3 separate regions of the Mus musculus genome follow, and regions 1 and 2 are each linked to region 3. A link is a contact called in public HiChIP or PLAC-seq data. All regions are on one chromosome and are shown on one strand. The core of a region is the stretch at or near the end of the contact, and the rest is flanking DNA. Distances in the headings are between cores, read along the strand shown. Region 1 overlaps Fam135b (family with sequence similarity 135, member B). Region 2 overlaps Col22a1 (collagen, type XXII, alpha 1). Region 3 overlaps Fam135b (family with sequence similarity 135, member B).

The links. HiChIP or PLAC-seq counts read pairs in DNA pulled down with a chosen protein or histone mark.
Region 1: a contact with region 3 is called in a CTCF HiChIP or PLAC-seq map of the NIH/3T3 cell line, with 14 read pairs. The contact joins two enhancer-like sites.
Region 2: a CTCF HiChIP or PLAC-seq map of the NIH/3T3 cell line shows a contact between it and region 3, with 8 read pairs. The contact joins two enhancer-like sites. A contact is called at or near these places in 1 of 15 datasets of contacts at CTCF or cohesin (the NIH/3T3 cell line) and 1 of 484 Hi-C or Micro-C datasets (embryonic stem cells).

The regions. Positions count from the first base shown.
Region 1 is chr15:71,486,625-71,490,742 of GRCm38.p6, forward strand. Fam135b (family with sequence similarity 135, member B) reads right to left here. Exons shown (of 20, transcript NM_177819.3): 8 at 4,084-4,118; 9 at 1,413-1,462. Among named protein-coding and RNA genes, the nearest start is that of Fam135b, 240 kb to the right of the region's middle. Within about 2 kb of position 2,262, at least 9 of the 459 cell types and tissues checked have an H3K27ac peak or open chromatin away from gene starts, as enhancers often do. A contact at or near this core is called in the NIH/3T3 cell line, where this site is marked.
Region 2 is chr15:71,867,778-71,871,418 of GRCm38.p6, forward strand. It overlaps Col22a1 (collagen, type XXII, alpha 1), which reads right to left. Exons shown (of 64, transcript NM_027174.1): 42 at 2,334-2,387; 43 at 1,184-1,228. Among named protein-coding and RNA genes, the nearest start is that of Fam135b, 140 kb to the left of the region's middle. Within about 2 kb of position 2,269, at least 12 of the 459 cell types and tissues checked have an H3K27ac peak or open chromatin away from gene starts, as enhancers often do. A contact at or near this core is called in the NIH/3T3 cell line, where this site is marked.
Region 3 is chr15:71,630,399-71,634,101 of GRCm38.p6, forward strand. The region is part of intron 1 of Fam135b (family with sequence similarity 135, member B); the gene reads right to left. Among named protein-coding and RNA genes, the nearest start is that of Fam135b, 96 kb to the right of the region's middle. Within about 2 kb of position 2,208, at least 15 of the 459 cell types and tissues checked have an H3K27ac peak or open chromatin away from gene starts, as enhancers often do. A contact at or near this core is called in the NIH/3T3 cell line, where this site is marked.

The DNA.
Region 1 (4,118 bases), core at 1,012-3,511, 140 kb before region 3:
TCAGTGTGGCAGTGCACACTAAATATCAGCCAGTATTTGGCAGGCCCGTGCTGTGTTTGTAGCTGTAAGAACGAGAGGTCAAAGAAAACTAGATGTGCTTGATCTCTGTCTGTGTCTGTGGTGTTTATTGTTGGCGTGTGTGTAGGCGCACATGGGCACAGGTGCCCATGTATGGTTTTGCTTATGGAAACCCAAAGTTGACACTAAGTACCTTTCTCACTGGCTCTCCACTTCATTTCTTGAGGCAGCATCTCTTCCTGAACCCTGAGCATGACAATTCTGACTAGTCTATTGAGTCACCTTGTCCCTGAGATCCCATTTATTATAGGCAGCCACCAGGCCTGGCCTTTCCATTCGTTCAAGTTAATTCTAAAGATCTGAAGTATCTTCTTCATGGTTGGGCATCAAGCACCTTATTCACTGAGCCACATCCCAGCCACTGTTCCTTCTTCACAGATGGGAAAACCAAGATTCATAAAGATTCAACAACTTGTCACCACTGGCACAAAGGTCTGTTCTGAGGTAGGCTTCCAGCAACGAAGAGCTGCATCACTAACCAAGCTAACCAACTTCCTTGCAAAACTAAACTCTTCTCCTTTTGAAATGGCAGTGATCCCCACCCTCATTTCAGAAGTATGGCTGCTCCACTCTACCAAGGCAAGTGACCAAGGCATTGTAAGTCCCAGCAGGTGACTAAACAGACTTGCAGTCATTCTGCTGCACATGCAAACTATTGTTTGCTTTACAAGGCTGAAAACAAATCCCCAATATAAAGTTATTTTTTTTCCTGTTTCAAGTTTCTTGAGTCCTTCTCCACCCCCTAGCTAAAGCCTAAAATCCAAGGATAAAATGTTAAGAGTAAACAATGAGCTAACACACTCATCACCACCTTCAGTCCCCACAATGCCCTGACCTATGATCCATTTGGGATGATTAAGTTTTTGGGAATCTGAAGATAGCTTTGTCTTGCTCGAAAGGGTTGAAAGCACAAACCACTTCAGTTGAGTGTGCACAGTGTTCACTGCATGACCTTTTGACATCTGTTGACTCCACCCACATACAATATCAATGCTGCCATTACTGAACCTACTGCCTGGGAACAAACCATGACCCTTCTTGCAGATGTTCAAATCATGATTAGTTTTCCTTGTTGCCAATCATTTTCCTAGTTTGGCCTCAGACACCCTCTTTGGCTTATGCCATAGACACCTCTTGGCCCTTTCCTCAGATAGGCAGATTTGTGGCCAGGCCCACCCCTTATCCTCACACATTAGGACCTGTGAATTAACTTATTCCCTTTAGGGAAAAGTGTGGCTTCAGTGACTGACATGCTGTGTGGCCAGCAAAACCAGCTTGATCCCGCACTGTAAGTACTTCCATCTGTTCAGACTCGGGGTTTGCACTATAATTACCTGTAACTCTGAGCACAGCTGAGAAAGTGTTTCTTCAACAGCAAGAGCCTCTGGGAAGGAAGAAAAAGACCACATAATTAAACAGAGCCCACTTAAATGCTGCAGTTGCTAACTAAAGAGAAAGGCCTGGATTTTGTGCTCTAAATGTGAAAGACAGAGAGAGAGACAAGGGCAACTCCAAAGGACTCTCCTAATCAGACTTTGAAGAGAATCAACCTTATTTGGGATCATGGATTAAATGCAAGAGGAAACCCATAGTGGATTTTTGAGTGGAATTATAAGGTACAACTGACCCCTTAGTGTCTCTGGCAATTTGTGTGCCCAAAATGAGTCTACATTTATTTATGTGTTTTCAGATGCATATGTGTGTGCATGTGCCTGTGCATGTGCACAAACACATTGCCTGCGTGTGAACACACACACATGCAGAGACAGAGAGAGAGAGAGAGAGAGAGAGAGAGAGAGAGAGAGAGAGAGAGAGAAACATATACAATGTCTAACAGCCAGAGAACACAGATTTGTGTCTCCATCTTGGAGCCAAAAGTCAGAAACTCGAGAAAGAGGAATGGCAGAATTGCAGCTGTAAGCTGCAGAGAAAATGACAGTAAGTGGCATCATAACCATCCAGGCTACACATGGTACAACTTGCTACGCACCAGCTTGTCAGCTTGAGCCAGTGGGCTCCAGCTATTTGTGATTTTATGGCCAGAGTTTTGATAGTTTTTGAACTCTCTCCTAGCTTCCCAGTGCCAAAGTGAGTCATTTGCATGCAGTTATACTGCATAGAGCAATGTGAACAATGTCTTAGCATCTCTGTGTCCTGCTGACCCTTCATCTGGTCAGTGAACTTAGGTCCGTGACTCACCAGTATAATCGACTTTATTCCCCTTGAATAGAACTATATCCTATGTGTCCAGCACAATGGCCACTGTATAGAAGATGTTCAACAAAAAATATGTTGAAAATGTTTCAGTAAATAAATTTCATTTTTTTTTAAAGTAACAAAAGGTTCTGTTGCTAAATGCTACTGAATAAAATTTGTTTTCTTTGGAGCAATATAACTGGACTCTGATTCTGTACTGTATTTTATTTTTGTTTTTGTGGAGCTGTAGGTCCAATCTTGGGTTTAATGTATGCGAAAAGAAAAGTGCGTTACTAAAGGGTCACAGCCTGAATCTCCAGTATATGTCTTTACAACCCGTGGAAGATTGGCCTCCAGGAAAAAAAAAATCCAAGTCAAAAAGTGCTTGATTCAAAGTCTGGGCACTGGCTTGACCAGTTGTCATAGCTGATGAAACTAAACATCAAGAGGCTCTGACATCCATTGCAAGCTCTTCAGACCAGAGACAGATGATACGGAATCTAAGGGGTAAATAGCTCTCACAGACCCCAGAGTCTGATGGTAAAGAGCAACTTGTAAATATAAAATTGTCATGCAGCCTGCTTATAATACAATGCCACAGACATTATCAGTGATATGGCTCTCACAGAAGTTATCCAGAGGAAAAGGCAGAGAAAGTACATCCAGCAGGATCCAGACACTGAAATACGCATTATCCTTGAATCCTGGGCTCTGGGTTGAGTCTCTGGACCAGAGGACTTTGAGAGGAACCTCAGCATATGCTATGCTTTGATAGAGTTTGGGATTGAAGCTCTCTACTCTAGACAGTCAGTGCAGGACCTCCACACTTCTGTCATGGCTACAAACTGCTCTATGTAGTAAATTTCGCTTCTTATTTTTCACTTCCCTTATTTATCACCCAAGATATTTAGTTTTGAAAAACATGTATTTGTTCCCTTAACCAAACTTGGCATGTCATTACAGGTTCTTAAATCCTTTATATAATAGAAAAAGGGAAATTAGATACATAGAAATATAATAGATACAAATAATGATGTGTGTTCATATATGTATATGATTCCTTTCTGTAGATAAGAGTGTTCTTTTATAAAGCTGTTATACACGTTTATTAGTTATAATTCTATAATCATATTAATTATAAAAGACTTTAAACTTGCAAATTATTCTAGAAAATGAGAGAGAGAGAGAGAGAGAGAGAGAGAGAGAGAGAGAGAGAGAGGTGGAGTGTATGTGTATGTGTGTGTGTGTGTGTGTGTATTTCAATCAATGGCCTGGAAAGGACTGAAAGACTCAAGAACCTTCCTCTTTGCTTGGACAATCACTTTAGATTATGAAGTTGAGCTCTCACCAATAATGCAAGATTCAGTCCCTACCTATTTCAGTGATGAAATATGGAGCCATGATGGCCCTCGGGTGCTGCTAGCCCAGTTTGGATTCTGACATAACCTTTTTTGCAAAAATAATAGCCTTTTGGAGATACTTTGGTTTTCTTTGTGTGTCCCTTTGTGTGATACCAAAATTATTTCTAACAAAAGCAGCTTTACATTGTTAGGTAGGATGCCAGGTATATGGTAGGTGTTTTAAGAAATATTTGATACATAAATGAATGAGTGGGTGTCTTGGAGTACTCATATACATTCTCAATTCGTTTGTCCTTCAAAGAGTCTCTCTTAATACAATGAGATAGATCCCAGAACAGTTTCAATGACCAATCACATTTTTACCATGACCTTGCAAAAACATACCACCCCCACTCCAACCAGGAATGTCAGCTCCTGGAAGGAGACTTCTCTGCTCCTATCCCCTTACCCAGCTCCATGGTGGGCAGCTCAGGAATGTCTCTC
Region 2 (3,641 bases), core at 1,019-3,518, 240 kb after region 3:
ATAGCTTGCAAACAGCTTCACTAGCTGCTATAAAGCTGGGTCTATGATGGAAAAAGGAGTTATTTTCACAGTTTCCAATGTAACTTATATGCATCCCTCTGGAAGTCTTCAATGGAAAAGTGTCATAGACCCAGGGACAGAACAAGATCCCACTCTTTCTCTCTGCTGTGGCTACCAGCTCTAACAAGACAGGGAGGGTTCTATGAGTCCACAATATTCTCTGTGCCTTGGGAACTTGCCTGAAGCCATGTCTGCCAAGAGGACAAGCAAGCCATCAGACCCATCATGAAGCTTCTGTCCATCTGAGCAACTTGATTCCAACAGTAGACTGTGGGATGAGTCTCCAGGCCTGGGACTTTGGCCTGATGGCCATACTCTCTTGGACCTTGCTTAGGATCATCTAATGGTCTTTTTTCCTCATGGAGAGGCCCTTTCCACCCACAGACATCCCAGCCTTATGAGTTCTTCCTTAAAGAGGCCAAAAATGACCTGGTCACCTGGCTAAATCTTTGGTACCTCTCCCCCACCACTGCCAATTCAGGATGTGTCCCAGGAGATGGGGTTACTGTACCTCAGAGATACCTGTTGCATCTTCATCTGGCTTGTAATCAAGTTAGGGACCTGTCAGAACCTCCCCAAGCTCATAGAGAATCAGTCCCCCAATCTCATATGAACCAAAATAACTACTTCTGGCTGTCTATATGGTGACAGCACTCAAGCCAGCCAAAAGATTAAAAATGGGCAAGTTGGGAATTTTCGATGGATGCCACTATTATTCAGTTTCCACACTAGCTCCACACTCTGTCTTGTCTCTTGTTTCATTGTATCTCAGGGATATCCTCCCCTGATGGCCCATGGCTGAACTGGACGAAAGGGAGGTCCTGCCAAGGGCTTGGAAGGTAAGAAGATGCGCACCTGCCTCAGGCCAGGCTTTCTGGCAGTGGCTTTGAATCCACAGCTCTCGCTCCTCCATTCTAGCCAGCACCTGGCTCTACAAACAAGCAGGCATGCTCCACACCATGGCGTATCCCTGGTTGTACTGCCCCTCCCCCCAACCAAGTGACTTCCCTCTGCCCGGTTGGTCCCCTAGTTAAAGCCTCTCGAACTGTCTTAATTGTACTTTATTTTTCGCTGGCACCCTGTCTGACAGTCAGCATTCATCCAGACCCGGCAGGTGACATACTGGTTTTCCAGGAGGCCCTCTTTCTCCTGGGTTTCCTGGTGCACCCTAAGAGAGAGAAGAAAGAAAGCCATCACTGTGGTGACCAGGTCCTCTCTATGTACTCTACACATCCCTCCATCACTCTCTGACTTAGCCAACTGGGACTCAGTTGCACTCAACTGCAATATACCCAACTCTGAAGATGGAACCTAGTTAAACTTTCCAAGTGGCAGGGGTAAGTGTGTAGGGGAAAGTAAGCCTTTCTATGAGTCCCTTCTAGAATCTCAAACTACAACCATCTTGTGTACATTGTGTGCATGCAAAGACACACCCACATGCAAACCTGTCTTGATCTTTTATTCCAAATATGAGGGGTGGAATTAGCTTGGAGAAGAAAGTGCTTTCGTTGATGACTGGATACACGAATGTAAGAATGACAGGGGAATAGGTAAACCTGAATGTTAGGCAACAAGAACTAGAGGGGCTTCCTTTCTGAAATAGAACCCAGTGAATGGAAGAAGTTTGGACTGTCTCTGTTTAATGGGGACCAAAAAAAAGCACAGGCAGGAGGTAAGCAGAGAACACTGCTGCTTACTGAAGCATCTTTGCCCTATTAAAAACTCATAGCTGCCATTTGTTCATTTTGCCAGTAAGTATGGATCAAATGCCTCTGGTGCCTGGATCTGCTAAGTAGCAGGGACCTACAGATCCTGAACTCTGGGATCTCGGATCAAAGTCCAGGAGATGAAGACCAAAAATGTCTGCCATCAGTATCATAAATGGGTCTTGTCCCAAAGGGCCTCAGCTGAGCCTGTTGTTCCCTTGAGGAGAGGGGGACAGAGCAGATACAGGAAGAACTCCATGAAAGAATCAAACCCTACATCATCAAAACAGAATGACCAAGAACTAAGAGACAGTGTACTGGAGACCCAGAAGTCTACAGGGTTCTGAAACCATCATAAAAATGCTTAAGAAAGAAGTATGAATCATTCAACAAGCCACAACTGACAGAAAGTTAAAAATACATAAACAAACACTCTGAGATTCCACAGAAACGTGGCTGAGCACAGATGCTGGGCACATGGACAAGGGAGGCTAGGAGGTGGTTAGATGAGCTCACATGGAATGACTCTAAACAATGACTAACCCCATAGGGCTCTGCTTTACTTACATCCTGGCCAGCTGGTCCCTGGGGGCCGGGGAATCCAGGTAAGCCTCGAGATCCCTGATGAAAAAGAAAGACAGGCTCCAACTGTGAGAAGACAGGGCTCACCTTTGTCTGGCTACCGCTGGCTATGACTATACAAGGATAAGCTATGCAGAGAGATCACTGGTATGATTGTCTCAGAGATGGGCTTTTGGAATGCTTGAAAATGGCCATCTTTGGGGAGTATCGCAGTTATGCTAACTGATGGGAGAAAGACTCATCTTAAACATGGTCAGGAGGTCCTGAGCTATAGGAAATGGAGACCGGTGATCATAGTGCTTAGCTTATACTCATTCCTGTCTCCTAACTGTGGATGGGATACAAGTACCCGCTTCACGCTCCTGCTGCCTTGTCTTCCCTGCTACAACAGACTACACTTACACAGAGCTAAATTAAGAAAAAATTACTTTTTCCTTACGGTGCTTTTGCCAGAGCATGCTATCACAGCAGCATGAACTGCAATTTGACAATAGTGCATGTGTCAAAAGCACTGTGCTCAAACCTTACTGAGCAAGATGCACTCTATGGCGACTTGTGCTCAGCCCATAGACACAAAGCTCAGGAAAACCTTCTGTGGGAGCCTGACACGAGCCTCATGCATTAGCCCCTTGTGGCCCCTTGCTGGAGTGGAAGGCACAGCTCCTATGGAGAGCCAGGCCTGAGCACCAATCCAGAATGCCTTCCTATACACCTTGAATTGCACAGCCAGCCCCATGCTTATTGGTTAAACAACTTTCTTTGCACAAGAGTCAATGAAATGCTTAGCTCATGCCTGACACTGATCACTTTCTTAAGATCATTCCCATTATGTTGACATTTTCTAGAAAACATCAGGCAATGGACTTTATTTCCTTAGATCTGCAAGTGGAAAATGACATCTTCTCAGGGTATTGGCTATCTGCTCTGCAGGAGCTGAAATGGCCTCCTTGGGGGTCTTTGAGCTGCCCTTCATCCAGAGTCCCACACTCCTCAGCTCTACTCCACATAACTTGCCGTGAAATCCCATGGCCATAAATCTCAATTGGTCTGAGCCTCAGTTTCTTCATCTAGCACAACATCCACAAGATTTCTTATCCTCCTTAATCAGAAACCACAAGTGAATATCGACTTAAAATACATGCACAGAGCCATAGACTGGATATGATATAGTTGTCCTGCAGCAGAAGATGCACCAGCAAGCATACAGTGAATGCTTGAAAATGGCCAACACCGGTGGCTGTTCCTGAGAAGAAATGCATCTTGGGAGCTCTCTTGTTGCATAGTATAAAATGA
Region 3 (3,703 bases), core at 958-3,457:
AATGCATATTTTAGAAATATTATATAATAGCTGTTTAATAATGATAATATTAGAAGAATCAATTATGCATACATTATGCAATAACATTTAAGCATAATGAACGATAAGTTTTAATCTCTAAACTGATCTTGCTGGAGGGTTGTCTAAAGCATCAGGAGTGCTGAGCAGAGCTGAGGTACATGGGGAAGATCTAAGACTAACTAGGACCCTGAACCAGGGAGAGGCATACTGAGTGTTCAAGTAACAGAGACTTGGCCTGCCTTGACTTCTTGTCTCTCCGAGTCTTAGAGAAGACAGAAGTTTCTTTCCTCTTTCTGAAAAACCTCAGAGCAGTAAGGTAGTAAGACCCACATCATTATGGTTAATGTATATGTGTGTGGAAGGGGTGTCTCAAAGCAATGATAAAAATGACCCAAGTTGGAGATAAAAGTGACAGACATAGCTGCTCATAAGGCACAGATTTTCATTCTCCAGAAGAATATCAGCAGATGTTGCCTGACCAGAAGCTAAAGAGGGGATTCCTGTTATAGGATAGAGTCTCAAGTTGATGTCCTCTATGCTTCCTGACAGCTTTGAGAGTCTATGACTATCACACCATCTAATTTTAAGGTTCTGCATTTATTAATGGCTATAAATGTTTCAGAAGTGTTTCCTTTCCATAACTGCAGCACACCCAGTTCAAGTTGAATCACAAGAAGACGTCAGTGGGCTTGGAATTGTTGCTTCTTTGTTTAACCCTTTGAGTTCACCTTCACTATACAGTCACTAATTCCTCATACATCAAACATGGAGATGCAGTGGACTGTGGTTCATGTTTCCATCCCATCTTATACAGAGACACATGCACTATGTCTAGGGTCCCTTAGAAATGCTGACTCTCAATTTCCATTCCAGAATATTATCATTCTTGGTAGCTAGAGTTTTCAGATCTATGTCTTCATTTGGCCAGAGAAAGAACTCAAAAGGATCAAATAAAGAATTAAAAATCACCCCCCCCCCCGAAAGCTCCAGTGCTAACAGGACGAGAAGCAGATGAAGTGAACTGCATCTGTATCGGAAACTAAGGATTTTAGAGATTCTAAAAAATTCAAGAAGAGAGATTAGCTCCTGCATGTTGGGTTTCTTGAGGATCTGCCACACAGACTGACTGAGAGAAAAATCATGACTGGAACTTTGATATCTTGGTCTTCAGAATGTGGCCTTATACGAGGCTGCACAGACAGACCCACCTATGCTGACTGGTACCATTGGATATCTATTCGAAGTAACATGTGGATCCTTATCATAAAAGGACACAAAAAATCAGGACTTCAGTCTTAGTCTCTTATTCTCTCACTACCTCAATGTCAACACTACAAAGATTCCTCTCCAACCCCTTTCACTCTACCTCCTCAGAACATTGCTGGGCTTTTGCCCAAGTCATCACTGACAACAAGGTAAGACTAACCTTCCCCTCTCTAACTGATAGGCTAACTATCATTGGGAGATAGTTTAACCCTTTGAGTTCTCCTCTCCTGCTTCCCAGACAGCCTATGAACTACTCTCCCCAGCACAAGCTTCTTCCTATCATATAAAGTGAAGGCACATCCACCGAGAAGCTGAGAACTATGAAACGTGGACTATGGCCAAATTAATCCAGAACTATGGGCAAGTATGAGCATAGAATAGTACTTGGGATGGGCAAGAGAAAGAATGAATAGAGAACAAAACAAATGTAATTGTGAATGAATGAGCCAGTTTGTTGTTATTGTTGTTGTTGTTGTTGTTGGCAATTACATACAGCTTATCTCCGTTCACTTTGAACCTACATCTACATAGGTCTTAGAGAGACAATAAAAACTCAATCCTGGTTTTGTTTTGTCCTGTGCATATGACTATGAGTAGATAGGAAGGCCATTATGCCTGGAAACACCTCATAGCACAGTCTGCCTAGAGGAGGGATGCAGAGGCTACTAGTGTGCATGCTCCAGGAAGGGTCATACTTCTTGCTCCATTGGTTCACTATGAACATTAGAGGACCTGGCCATGAAAAACAGAACAGAGGCTTTGCTGATAATATGAGATTGATGTTTCAGTTGTGTGCTGGTTGAGCCCTAGATTTAATGATTTGCAATCTCATTTTATTTGGCATCTGCCATTAGCCTTGTAAGCATACCATGACTCAGCTTGCATCATTTCACTCCCACGCTGACCACCCACAAGATTCCTGTGCCTCTATTCCAGCCTTCTCACATGCTTTCAGGCAGACTCTACTCAAGAAGAAACTGAAGCGAAGGATAGATATCATTGACAGGTGTTCCTCATGGATGTTTTCTGGAAATTCCTGGGATCCTAACAGAATATAGTTTCAATGTTTCCTGGACTCACTGTAGTTGGTATCAAGTGTGTACCAGGTATCCTGTTTCTGGGACATATTCCATTTGTCCAGATGCCCAGGTCTCTCTTGGGGCTTTAGTTGGTGACTCACAGGGTTAACAATGTTGGAGGGACTTTGGACAGAAGTAAACCCAACTCTCTGCTTCTCAGAAGGAAAAGTTTAGCAACTGTTGGTTTGGAGAGCATTTTGATATAGAGGGAGTAACAGTTTGGTGCCAAACTGCCATGCCCACAAATCCCACTCCTTACTATCTAGTGAATATGTACAGGGGGATGTGCTTCTCAGTTTCCTCATCTGTGCATAGCTGATAACATTCTACCCATGACTGTGAGAAAAGCCAACCAACTTTTATCTAAAGTAAACAGTTTGGGATCTCACAGACAGAAAATATTTGAGGTAGTCATTGTTAGCATTATACTTGTGACCGAAGACAATAGTGATTTAGAAAAGTAATGACCTTTACAATCAGGGTTAGAAATACTGGCTTCTTAAAGTAAATGGAAGGGTTTAGCTTTATTCTTTAAATTTTACATTTTATGTATTTTAATTTACTTTTATGAGCATTTTGCCCTCATATATGTATATGTACCACATGTGTGCCTGATGCCTACAGAAGTTAGAAGAGGGGGTCAGATCTCCTGTAACTGAAGTTACAGATATTTTAAAAGCACCATGTGTGTGCTGGGTAGTAAACTTACATCTTTGAAGGACTTAACCCTTGAGTCAACTTTTCATCCTGTTTTTATGTTTGAGTAAGTATTGAATAGAAATCTATGAAGTCTGACCTCTGCAGTTTACTTCAGTGACTTGTCCCTGTTTGAAATATCAAGGCACTACTGAAAAATGAACTGTGTAGATACAGTCTTAGTCCTTACCCAGAGAACTCTCATATCAACTATGGAACAAAAGAGTAGGATCCTAAAATTCCATCTGTGTTTTTATCACTTCAATGGTTACATCATTTAGGCATATTATTAACATAGTGTGTGTGTGTGTGTGTGTGTGTGTGTGTGTGTGTGTGTGTGTGCACGTATTATGATATTAGAATAATGGGTAGATGGAGAGGGCAGAGGCAAGAGTTTTTCAAACTCCATAATCCCTAGAGCTGGGGAGAAGGCTCCTTAGTTAAGAACACTGACTACAAGTACAGAAGACCTATGCTTGGTTCCCAGCACCCACATGGCAGGTCACAGTACTTTGTAACTCCAGTGAATTCCAGCGGATCTAATGCCATCTTCTGGCCTCTTTCAGCAGCAGGCATACCTGTGATGCACAGACATACATACAGAAAAATCCTCCTACACATAAATATTTTAAAACTTCTAT